Regions from separate parts of the Pan troglodytes genome. Here region 1 is linked to region 2. The links are chromatin contacts, called in public Hi-C maps. All regions are on one chromosome and are shown on one strand. The core of a region is the stretch at or near the end of the contact, and the rest is flanking DNA. Distances in the headings are between cores, read along the strand shown. Region 1 holds the start of BARHL2 (BarH like homeobox 2). Region 2 holds the start of ZNF644 (zinc finger protein 644).

The links. A called contact is a pair of places that touch in the nucleus more often than the background predicts.
Region 1: a Hi-C map of stem cell-derived neural progenitor cells shows a contact between it and region 2, with 4 times the contacts expected there. The contact joins the promoter of BARHL2 here to the promoter of ZNF644 in region 2. A contact is called at or near these places in 2 of 7 Hi-C or Micro-C datasets (induced pluripotent stem cells and stem cell-derived neural progenitor cells) and 1 of 1 datasets of contacts at active chromatin or transcription factors (stem cell-derived excitatory neurons).

Annotation. Positions count from the first base shown.
Region 1 is chr1:140,444,949-140,450,926 of NHGRI_mPanTro3-v2.0_pri, reverse strand. It overlaps BARHL2 (BarH like homeobox 2), which reads right to left and starts at 4,003. Exons shown (of 3, transcript XM_003949457.6): 1 at 2,584-4,003; 2 at 530-755. The coding sequence starts at 3,208.
Region 2 is chr1:140,136,661-140,142,724 of NHGRI_mPanTro3-v2.0_pri, reverse strand. ZNF644 (zinc finger protein 644) reads right to left here and starts at 4,096. Exons shown (of 5, transcript XM_016922333.4): 1 at 3,647-4,096; 2 at 2,929-3,002. It also overlaps the pseudogene LOC744449.

The DNA of each region.
Region 1 (5,978 bases), core at 2,754-5,253, 310 kb before region 2:
CTACACTGACCAAGGCTTGGATCCTGCTTCTCCCAGCCGCCTCACAGGCCAAAGCAAGGACATTTACGCTGAGGCTGGTGGGACAGCTCTGTGGAGATAGCAATAGCTGGGCCGGGCCGTGCTGTTGGCTACAAACCTTTGGAACCAGCCTGGGGTGGGCCCAAGGGGTGCACCGCGCAGGCTCTCTGGACCTAAGTGTCAGCTGCACAGATGTCTCAATTTGAGAAGGTGTGGCTTCATTGATTTGGGGATGAAGTGGGGAGAATTCCAGCGGCTCGGGTTTCAGAGGAAAAGTAGCACCTGTTAAAGCACATAGAAGTGCAAAATTGTCCAAATTCCAGCTGCCCTTTGGTCTCTCTCACCTTGGGGGTGTGGCTCATCCCTGCCCCATCCTTAAAGCACCCAAGTGCCCACTCCAGGGTCACTCTCAGTCCTTAGAGTCTCTGGAGGCCAGGAGGGAAGAAGATTGGTATAATGATCATGACTTAAATGGCCAGACACCTTTGCTCCCCCAAACTGCCTCCCTTACCTGCGGTTCTGGTACCAGGTCTTTACTTGGGTGTCAGTGAGGTTGAGCGCTGCAGCCAGGTCCATGCGATCCTGCACGCTCAGGTACTTCTGCCGCTCAAAGCTACGCTCCAGTTGATTGAGCTGGTGGTCGGAAAAAGCTGTCCTTGCTTTTCGAGGCTTCTTGGCTCTCACAGGGGGACTCTCACGGCTACTCGTAATCTCCCGGTCTCCTTCCTCCTTTGTCCCTACCATAGAAACCCAGCCACGGTGGTAAGTTAGCCTGGAATGGGGAAGGACTGAGTGTCCTCCTGGCATACACTTCCACATTCCCAAGCCAACTACTGGCTTCGGGGGACTGCACTCTGCCACCCCTAGAACACACACACACACACTCACGCCTTAGCCTGAGTGTGGAGGAAGAGGATTGTTTCCAGACTGGAGAGTATGGGACCTTGTTTAGAGGTTCTAAAGGGGGGTCTAAAAGGGTGTCTGATCTTCACATGGTTGGAAGTTAAAAAGTAAAATTTTTTTTAAATAAAACTTTTGAAAAGGGTTATTTTGTTATTGTTTCCTTGACTGAGAGAGATGCTGTCCCTTTTGTTTATTGTTTTCAGTATGACTTTGTTTCACTGATGTGGTGATTTTTCAAAGGGTCCCTCTACTCTCTTTTTTTTTTTTTTTTTTTTTTTTGAGGAGGCAGCATCTTTTTCATTTTACTTTTTTCTCTTTTCTGAAAGTTATAGGTGTTTGTTTTACTTTTTCAGATGCACTTGGGAAATGTTGGAATCAGGCTTTCTGAAGCCACCTGCATCAGGTCTTTTAAAGCTTCACAAAGAATATGTCACCCAGACACCGAGTTGAGCTCAAAATCACTGAGCCCATCCAGGTGACAGCATGGAGATTTCCGGATTCTATTTGTCAACTTTGGTTTTTTACTGAAATGCTGGGAAATCGATATGTCAATCCCTCCCTGTTTGTACCCGTTTGTGCAGTGCTCCTTGATCTTCCCTGCAGGAAGAACAATAATCTCTCTAATTGACCCACTGGGGAGGTTGGTGCACAAAAAATCGCCAGACCAGACTGTACATCTGTTTTGGACACTATTATGCTAATGCTATAATAGTAAAATGAGGAGCCAACATCCTACCTTCCAGTCAGTACATTTCTTTACCAGAAAAACAAGGATCAATAATAATAAACAATGTGTCTGTAAAGGAAGAAAAAGCTCTGGTATGTTAAAACTTTTGCCATGCAAAGACTACCACATTTACTTATGAAATTGTCTGAGGAGAAAATGGGAAAAGGGAGTTGAAGGACAATTTCCATTGTCATCTTATTTTTTTTTAACAAAAAAGAGATTAATCCAATTTCATAAGATTTTATTTTTATAAATACTACCTCCTAAGTACTTGTAAGGGGCCAAAAATCTTTGTAGGATACAGATACTCAGTTGAGGCCACAGGGTAAGAAGGGTGCTTTTAAGAAACTGATTACAAATTTTTACGGGCTTCCCTATACTAACCACAATCTAATTTTTTTAAAGTTGCTCTGTTCATGAACTCAGAAATTTTTCCTCCATTAAAACCGATAATTCCTGTGATGATGTTAAGAAAATAAAGTGGGGGGGGTGAAATCACTTGTACTAAAGAATAAACACCAGGTTGTGATCACACCCACGCTAGCTAAGTGGTTTCTCTCTCCCACCTCCCCCCATTCCCATTCCCAAAGTCTAGGCTAGAAAAACCCCAAGTCCATCCCTTTTATCAACGAAAAGTATTTCCTGTCGGATGCCCTCCGCCGCCCCTCAACCCCCAGTAGATTAAAATTAAATAAAACAAAGGAAGGAGCTGGATGGCCGTGAAGGTTGTGGGGTAGAACAATAAACAGAACTTCGAAGAGTCCCCACATCGCACGCCCAGGCCTCCCTTCAGCTTGCAGTCTTTTGATCGTCGCCCAGTCGCCCGAGAAGCTCCTGGAATCGCTCCCCAGCAGAGATCTGCTGAAGGCTGAAGGGGAGATTGGGAACCAGGAGGACAAGCTAGACGGCCGAGAGCGCCGGGTGGCGGGACTCACCGTGGCATTTGATGTCGCTCTGGGAATCCTCCCGCTTGTCGAGTTTGGTTTTGCTGTCCTCCTGCTCGAGCTTTGGCCTGAAGCTCTCGTGCACTGCGTTGCTCTCCTGCTTCGGGGTGTGGTGGGGAGAGGATACGCTGGTGCTGTAGGGTGCACATGCCGCCAGAGGTTTGCTGTCGCCCAAGATGTCCTTAATTAAAAAAGAAGACGTGGAAGTCCTGGGGGCCGAGGCGGCCGAGCCCAGCTGCTGGGCGGGCGGCGGCGGCGGCTGCTGTGGCGGCAGCGGCTGCTGCTGTTGGGGCGAAGGCTGCAAACTTTGCGTCGGGGCCGCGGCCGGCGGCGGCGGCTGCTGGCTGTGGTGGAGGTGGTGATGATGCTGGGTCGCGTCTGCTACCAGATGCGGCTCCGGGGGCTCCATGGTGACTGAGATAGGAGAAGAAGGCGCCGTCCCTACGGTATCAATCTCCGAACAGGGAGATGGGGTGGCCTGACTCCTAAAATCCGCGGTCCTGGCCTCACCGAGCGGGCGGAAATCTCCATTCATCATGCCTGGGCTGCCTGAACTGGCACTGGACAAAATCGTGTCTATTCCAAAACTCGACCCGCTGGCCCCTTCCATTGTCATTGCTACATGAGGTCCACGCCACTCCGCCGTTCAGCAGCCGCCCCGAACCAGCGAAGAAAGCTATCGATCGTAAAACAAAATAAACACCAAACAATGTTGCCGCTGCTTAAAAAAAAAAAAAAGTGGGGCGGGGAGAGAAGGAAGGGTAATTGGGAAGTGGCAATCTGTGGATACTTTCGACACAACTTTTTTTCTCTTATGCAAAAAGTAGGGGTGGAAAGAAAAAAGATGCGGGGGGCGGGGGGAGTTAAAAAAATTTCTGAGAAAGCTCGGAACTTGCGCTCCAGGAACGACTGCGCACGTGGAGCGGCGGTGGCGGCGCGGAGGACCCAGGCGAAGGCGAAGGCGCAGGCGGCGGGAAGCTACGCCAAAGCCGCCGCCGCCGCCGCTGCCGGGGTCTGCCCACAGCCTGGCACCGGGCGGCAGCGGTGGCGGCGGCAGACGCGGCAGGTGCAGCGACCGCGAAGCCCGGGCGGCCGCGCGCCCTCGGAACTCCCCCGCGGCTCCCGAGGTGGCAGCCGCGCGCCACTCGGCAGCCCCGTAGCCGAGTTTCTGAACTTTCTTGGAAAGTTGCGGGGCAGACACTGCCGCAGCGGCTGCGGCAACCCGAGGAGGAGGAGGAAGAGGAGGACGACGAGAAGGAGCAGGCACAGAAGGAGGAAGCGGCGGAGACGCGATACCGGGCGACTCCGGCCGCTGCCGGGCGCGTTCGCTTGTAATCCGGCTGCTCGCGGGCGGCGCCGACCCCCTCCCGTGACGTCACGGCCACTACCGCCGCTCCCCGTGTCGCGCCGCGCCGGGCCCGCGCCCCCGCCACAGAGGCCGCGCGTCCGGCCCCGCGCCCCTATTGGCCGCGCCCGCGCGAGCGAGGGACGCCGACGTGCCGGGAGCCAATAGGCGCAGCGCTCGCGAGCCCGTCAGCGGACTCGGCTCGGACTCCGCTGCTCTTTTGAGAACCCGCACATCCCTGAGCCCGCAGCCCTGAGCCGAACTCCGAGTCCAGTGGTCCCGGTGTCCACAATCACGAGTGCGAGGCAAAGGGAGAGGGGGGAAGAGATCAGAGGGAGACCAGAGAAAGGGAACCAAAGGGGAGAAAGAAAAAAAAAAAGTAGCAAGGATTTGCCCGTTTTCTTAAGTCAGAAGAGAGAGAGAAGAGGACGGGAAGGGACTTACCTTTAGGCTCCAGCGCGGCGGCCCTCGCAGCCTCCCCAAACGCGCGCGGGAATAGTCCGAAGACATTAAGAGCGGAGGAAGGAGATCCCTGAAGGAATCCACAGAAAAGTGTGTCACTTCAGGCGCCGGAGCCTTGCATAAGCGGGCGGGTCGGCTCTGGGCTCTGATTTCTCGCCCGACGAACCCAGGCGCTCGGGCTCGGCCCGGCGGGCGGCGGATCCCTGAGAGGGACACAGCCGGGTCCGCGTCCACCAGGCACTCTCGGGGAGGACGAGGCCTGAGGCTCCAAGCTGGGGAGCCAGCCTGGTCTCCAGCTGGAAAAAATGCCTGGCCAGACGCTTTCTCCCGAACGGGGGAGCTAATGCCCGAGGCGTTCTCTGGTGGCGAGGGCAGCCACGGTTCACTGCAGTGTCGGGCGGGCGCGGGGCTCAGGACCCATAGCGGCTGGTCTGCAGCCCGCGCCCCTGTCCGTCCACCTCTGTCCCCCGGCCCCTTTCGGCGAGCGCTCATTTGGAAAGGAAACAGTCACTGCGGATCCACTTGGGACCCGGAGCATGACTGTAACGCCTCGTTGGAGTGTATCAACTTGCATTATTTTCTCTAGGACGTCTCCAACCTGTCTCTTGTTGAATGTCAGAGTAATGGGAAGTGCCAGTGACAAGACGGCGTATTACTCCTGATTAAGTGCCGTGTCAACCTAATTAGCAGAGTAATTATAAGGTGCTAATGAATGATTCAAAGTTCTTTGAGTTACATTTTACTCCAAATTACCATTTTAAGAACCCTATGAATCTGCGAGGCGGGCATCGCTTCCGTGGCTAGGTCTGGAATGATGTTCGAGTGGCCTTTAATGTCTCCAAAGGCTGGGCCGAAATCTGGAGTTTAGTTGCAGTTCTGGAGGTCACTTTCTGGGCCACAGCTTTTATCTGTTGAGGACGAAGGGAGGGGTGTCAGGGAGGCAAATGACCTCCTGGGACAAGCTCTTGCCTTTCGGTCGGAACTGCTTCTGTGTGAGCCATGGGTCCGGAAGCGGGTAGCTGGGCGACTCATCCTGCCTGCGTTTTCCTGGGGAAATCGGTGTGTTTGACCCAGAAAAGAAAAAAAAAAAAAAAAAACAGCACTACTTGGAGGGTGGGTTGAGCTGTTTCTCATCGTCTCAGTGGCATTTTTCCTAGGGCTGTTCCGAGAGAACAGCGGGGATTGAAGGAACGGAGGCAAGGAGATGCACAATCCGGGCAGCTCTCGCTCTTCTCGGAAGGCGAAGGGAGTTTGGCGGAGAAGACGGGGTTGGTGAGCCGAGGCGGGGACTCCGGACGTGCTCCATCCCGGCAGGGGCCGACAGTGGCCAGAGGGGTGCGGGGAGGCCCTCGGGAACGGGTGACTGGGCCCTGCCGGGTGGGGTCGGGCCACTGTAGGCTGGAGCGGGGTTGGATCAAATGCCTTTGGCGCGGGAACTGAGTGCTGGCCCGGGAGACCCTCCGGAGAGCTCGCGGGCTCGGCCTCGGCCTCGGCCTTCGGCCGCGGTTACCGAACCACAGACGGTAGACTTGTGGAGGTGGCTTATCCGAGGCCGCAGGGCCCGGCGCTGCACAGCTTC
Region 2 (6,064 bases), core at 2,847-5,346:
AATGCTATACCTGACAACTTTACTCAATATTTACAGATTCTCCATATACGAAATAGACATTGTCTCTACCAGAAAGATTAATAAGTGTAAATAAAAGCTCATTTGAATATGTATCCATAGTATTACAGTATCCACTCTTCATTCTCGTTTTATTTTACAAGGTTACTAATTTAAAACATTTAGAAAACAGTTTAAAAAATGGCTAAAACAAGTGCTCTATAAAATCAGGGTTAGATAACTCAACATGCCAATTTCTCCATTTGCTGCAAGCTACAATCGTCTTAAGACCTGACTGAAAAGCCTTCCCAAGAATAAGATTCACTTTTCCTTCCAGAATCACATCTTGAGAAAATGGTCTAAATAAGTAACACTAAAAAACAGTATTTAGGATGACAGAAAAAAAATGGACCTGACCTTTCTCTAGATTGCAGATATCCCACCACTTCTATTCTCTTTGAAACTTTCTTTTCTCCTCCTGCTACCCATTAACAGTCTCAATTCAACCAAAACACTCTTATAACTTGAATGACAAACTAAAACTGGAAAATGTTTAAGGTTGGCAGGTGACAGACCACTTTATAACTACAAATAACCTGAAAGTGACTCTAATTTTCACAAAATGAAAGTGTAAGTAAATCCACTCACATAATGTTGAAAATTATAAAACAGCTTATCAACTTACAAAAATCAGTAATTTAAAAGCACCTTATATGACCCATAAAAACTTTAAAAACCTTAAAACAATTTAACTTTTTGCTAAATCTGACATTCAAAGAAGTTAAAGATCACTATAGGGTCCCACCATAAATGACTGTCACTACTTGTTCAATTTCCTAACAGACCTTAGAGGTACCACTCAGTAGAAGTAGTAGTCTTAAAAAGTTGTTTTAAAGAAAGGGAACATTCTGAGTGGCACATTCGTTTATCCAACCAAAACACTATTACAAAATGAAAGACACCATTATTTTCAGCATTGATCTCATTTCTTTTCCTACATAGTAACTGGCAATAACAGCAGTTATTTCAAACTTTCAAAGAAATTTATCAAGTCCCTGGTTGTTGTTTTTTAATTTTTCAATTTCTGGGTCAAGACTGCATTTGGAAAACCTTAAAATTCAAAAGCAACATTGCTCTGAAACTATCTGATATTTCTGTATTTTGTACCTGATTTTGTTTCACTGAAAGTCACTTTAAAAACCAAGTTACCACAGAATATGAAAGTTTTTTTGTTTTTTTGTTTTGAGATGTAGTCTCGCTGGGTCACCAGACTGGAGTGCAGTGGCACGATCTCAGCTCACTGCAACCTCTGCCTTCCGGGTTCAAGTGATTCTCCTGCCTCAGCCTCCCGAGTAGCTGGGACTATAGGCACCACCACGCCCAGGAAATTTTTACATTTTTAGTAGAGACGGGGTTTCACCATGTTAGCCAGGATGGTCTCGATCTCTTAACCTCGTGATCTGCTCGCCTCAGCCTCCCAAAGTGCTGGGATTACAGGCGTGAGCCACCGTGCCAGGCCAATATGAAAGTTTTTAACTTATTGTCACAGAAGTTCTCATGAACCTAACAATATTTAATTAACAAGTATTCTCAATAACATTCCCTTGTTTTTTTAACCATTAGTTGTAGATATTCACCTTCTCATCCCAGCAATATGACAAATACAAACAGCAATGGGTAGAGGCTGAAAGGCAATTTTCCATTATGCCACTAACTTAATCATCTCTGGTCCTCAATATATTGTAAAAGAGGAGGGTAAGAGCAGTTGTTCTTTGATATTTCTTCCACTGTAAAACTTTATGATCCAGGAATACATTTGCTAATGTTAATGCATTTCCTATTCATTAATACAAGACTGTTCTGTATTAGAAGCTAAAAAAAGAGAAAATATATATCTGAAAAGAACAAGGAAATGAAAGTTAACTAATGTTGAAAAATTCAAATTTCAGTTTGAACACAGAGATCTACACAGTGATCTAATGTGTTTAAATATCCCTCCAACCAAGGAATTCTGTTAATTGCCAACACAAAACATTAGGTGTTTCAAAATTTTGTACTTCATGAGTTAATACCAACACAAAGTATGATATAATTGCAGTATAACTTTAATTTGTTAGAAATTGTAAGACTTTTAAAAGCAATACATACCACTGCATTAATACTAATCAAGCTTTATGCTTCACCAATTAAAATGTCTAGGCTAGATTACAGCCTTATTATAAAAACAAGGTTTTCCTTAGCAAGCCTACCAAAATGCAAGATTACTGCCATCAAGTTCCCTAGATACTTACACATGCCACTGAAGGCAAACAGCCAGGTTTCCTTTCTTTGAGAAACTTTAGTTGTCTATTTTTTGAAATGTTTTCCTTCTCATGGGACCAAAAAATGTTTACAACTAAAGCAAACTACTGCAGGGAGGGAATACACAATTAAAACAAATCTACCATCCAGATGCAACAAGCGTGGAATTAGTCAGGACTGGACAGGATAGTCGGCGGTGTTGTGATACTTCTGTTGAAATTATTAACAAGACAAAACCATCATTCGCCCCCAATTATGTTTATCCCCTCGTTGAGTTTGATGATCACACAAAATCTGTAGTCTAAATATAAACGTTTTTATATTCAAAGTCAATATTCAAGAAAACTTTTCCACTAATGTTGCTAAACCATAGATGGATCCCAACAAGAGTTGTCTGTAGAAGTCTCGTAACAAGTAACCTTTAGCTCCACCACCTAAGTTTCCAATCACTGAGAAGAGTCTGGGACAACTCATCTTCAGGTTCACGGGAGAAGTGGAGCACACCTGCTTTCCTCTGGCAGAGTAACTTCCCAGGGACACAAAGGCCAGAGAATCAGACCTGGAGAGGCAAAAAGCTTTAGCTGGACACCCACCAAGCCCCTGGCAACCCAAACACTTCGAGCGATTTACCTCTTGCTGTTACTTCCCAGGCACCTAGCCGCATAAGATCTTGCAGGACGGGGGGAGGAGAGGGCTATGCGGTCCTGTCCCAAATAAGGGGAGGGGTGTAGACAGTTAATGCCAGAGCCAGCGTTTCTGGCCACAACCGAGCAGCCTCAACGAGAGGGGTTGGTGACTGCTCTCGGCCCGCCCCGTTACTCAGTGCATTGCAATGGCGACCGCCAGGCTCCCCAAGCCGCCTGATCTCGGCCCCTTCCCCCTACTGCTCACTGGCTGCTCGACTTCATGTGACTAAACAAAACCCCCAAGTCTAGTGCCCAGCTCAGCCCCTTTGTGTCCGCTACCGGATCCTCCGACGCCGCAGCGGAAAGCCCCCCCCCCCATCCCCCCGCCGAGTCCCGCCCCGCGGCGGCGGCCGCCGCTCACCTCAGGCTCCGTGGCCCCCAGCGACCGCCGCGGCCGCCGCCTCCCCGAACCCGGGGCCCGGGCTCCTTGTGTAGCACCAACTCCGCCTCCTCGGCCGCCGCCGCCATCTTAGCCTGTGCGGCAAAATGCGTCCTTTTGGATGGCTGGGACCCAGCCTAGGGCGTAGCTCCCCGGGCCCGAGAGCCGGAGGCCGGGTCCCCCAAGTTCTTCCGCCACCCTCAGTCCCGCCGCTGCCACAGCCCAGAGGCCCGAAACCCACTCGGGTCCCAGCGAATCTGACCAAATAACCCCTGAAACTCACAGTTTGGTGCCGTGTGCGTCAAACCGGGGCGACGTTGGGAGCGCGCGGCGTCCCCGCGTCACACGCCGCTCTGTACGCTACTCGGCTCCAGCGGCCCCCCTCCGCTCCCCGCTTTTCGCCTCCAGCCCCGGTTCCCACGGCGCAGGCGCGCTGCTTTCCCGCCTCTGCCGGGCTGCGGGCCGCGGGGGTGGCCAGCGAGGAGCTCCCGGGAAGCTTCGCGCTGGTGGAGCGTCTGGGCCAATTAGACAAACGGGGGCAGCGGAAACAGTGCACCACTGTTCTCGGGTGCCAGAAACCAAACAAGGTCACCTCCCCCAGCGCTGACCTAATCACTCCCAAGGAGGTTCCCGCCCCAAAGTAGGCACGCTCCAAATATGGTGGTGCCCAAACTCTGCAAGACCCAAGCACTAGGCATGCCTAGGCCCTTTAAGGTGGAACAGGCCCAGGTTTGAGTTCCACGATCACGAGCGTGCAAAAATCTCTGTTATTTTCCTCTTGTTGAGGAAAACAGCAATATTTGCCAATCACAACTGTGGAGTAATGGCAGAGGGAAGGTTTTAGGATCTTAAGGGGGCAGATTGTTGGGAGTTGCTTGATGGCCAGGCAAAGCATCAAGTGTGACATCTCAGTTACCCGGACAGCCTGCCCTGAAAGGTGGCCGAGGTTTGCTCCAGTTTGACTCTCTGAGGATACTCTCTCCCTGCATTACTGAAAGTGTCGTGGTTCTACGAATTAAAGTTATATAAGAAGCATGTGAGATGCTGGTTAACCCTTCAGAGAATCAGTCCCGAGAGGGTTCTGGAAATTTTCATTTTTAACAAGACTTCACCACAGGATCCTGGGGGCAGAGAAACACTGAGTGGGCTATTCTTTTGGTTTTCGACTGAGCCAACGAGAAACTGCTAACATGTTTAAGATTAACCAAGAGTTCTTGAGAAATCTACTGGTCCCGCCTTAATTATTTGGCTTCTCTGAACCTCTGTTTACTCATTTAAAAATTTAAAAATAAAAAAGTTTTCCTTAGTTGTACAGCTGTCATTACTGTCAAACCCTCAAGATGTTATTGACATTCGGAAGAATATACCATAACTGCATTTATTTGACAAGAATGAGAAACATTCTTTTTCCTATAGAATGATGCCTTCAGCAACAGCAAACGTAGATTCCAAACAACAAATATTTGACTAAACACATTAATTGCTTCATTACTTAATAGCTAACACTTTTGAGTGCTTACTGTGTACCAGGCATTGTTCTAACTTGCTCGATTTCATTGTAACCCAATGAGACAAAGAGAAGTAAGGTGATTTTCTCGAAGTCATACAGTTCTTTGGGCTCTTTAAAATGCAAATCTCCTGTCTTCATTTACACAAATGTGTAAACAATAAAATATAAATACGTATATATTTGCAGTCAATGGGGGAGGGGTGCCCTTTGGATCATTTCGTTTGCAGAATCCATTAAAATTGGACATTCTCAGTTTACTATTGGACTTACTACAAAATATTATGCACTATGGAAATTCTTACATTATATCACTGTAAAAGCAGTTACTAAGAAAATAACTGTTATTAATGTATACCACTGACTAATGTGCAGACAAATCACACAAGCAAATAGAATCATTCAGAACTCAGCCATGATCAGGAACTTGTCTCACTAATGAAGCTGTTTTTTACACTAGAACTCAGCAACTGAAGTGTAATACTGTGGAAGTCATAATAGCAGTAAAAGTAATCATAGTAATTATAATAGTAGAAGTAGTAATAGTTGATGAAACGCTGTACAAAATGGATCTCAAAAGCTTCTATGAATGGCAGAAAATATAATGACAGACAGCTTGAATAAGGTAATGCGAAAAGAAAAAAAAATACATGTGAGTTCTCTGTCTAGCCGCAGATGTGGGTCTCTGTTCTGCAGGATGGGGTTTGTAAAAGTTATTAAGAATAAGGCCTACTTTAAGAGATATCAAGTGAAATTTAGAAGACGACGAGAGGGTAAAACTGATTACTATGCTCAGAAACACTTGGTGATACAGGATAAAAATGAATACAACACACCCAAATACAGGATGATAGTTCGTGGAACAGAGATATCATTTGTCAGATTGCTTATGCATGTATAGAGGGGGATATAATAGTCTGCACAGCATATGTACACGAACTGCCAAAATATGGTGTGAAGGTTGACCTGACAAATTATGCTGCAGCGTATTGTACTGACCTGGGGCTGGACCGCAGACTTCTCAATAGGTTTGACATGGACAAGATCTATGAAAGCCAAGTGGAGGCAACTGGCGATGACTACAATGTGGTAAGCATTGATGGTCAGCCAGGTGCCTTTACCTGCAATTAGGATGCAGGCCTTGCCAGAACTACTACTGGCAGTAAAGTTTTTGGCACTCTGAAGGGAGCTGTG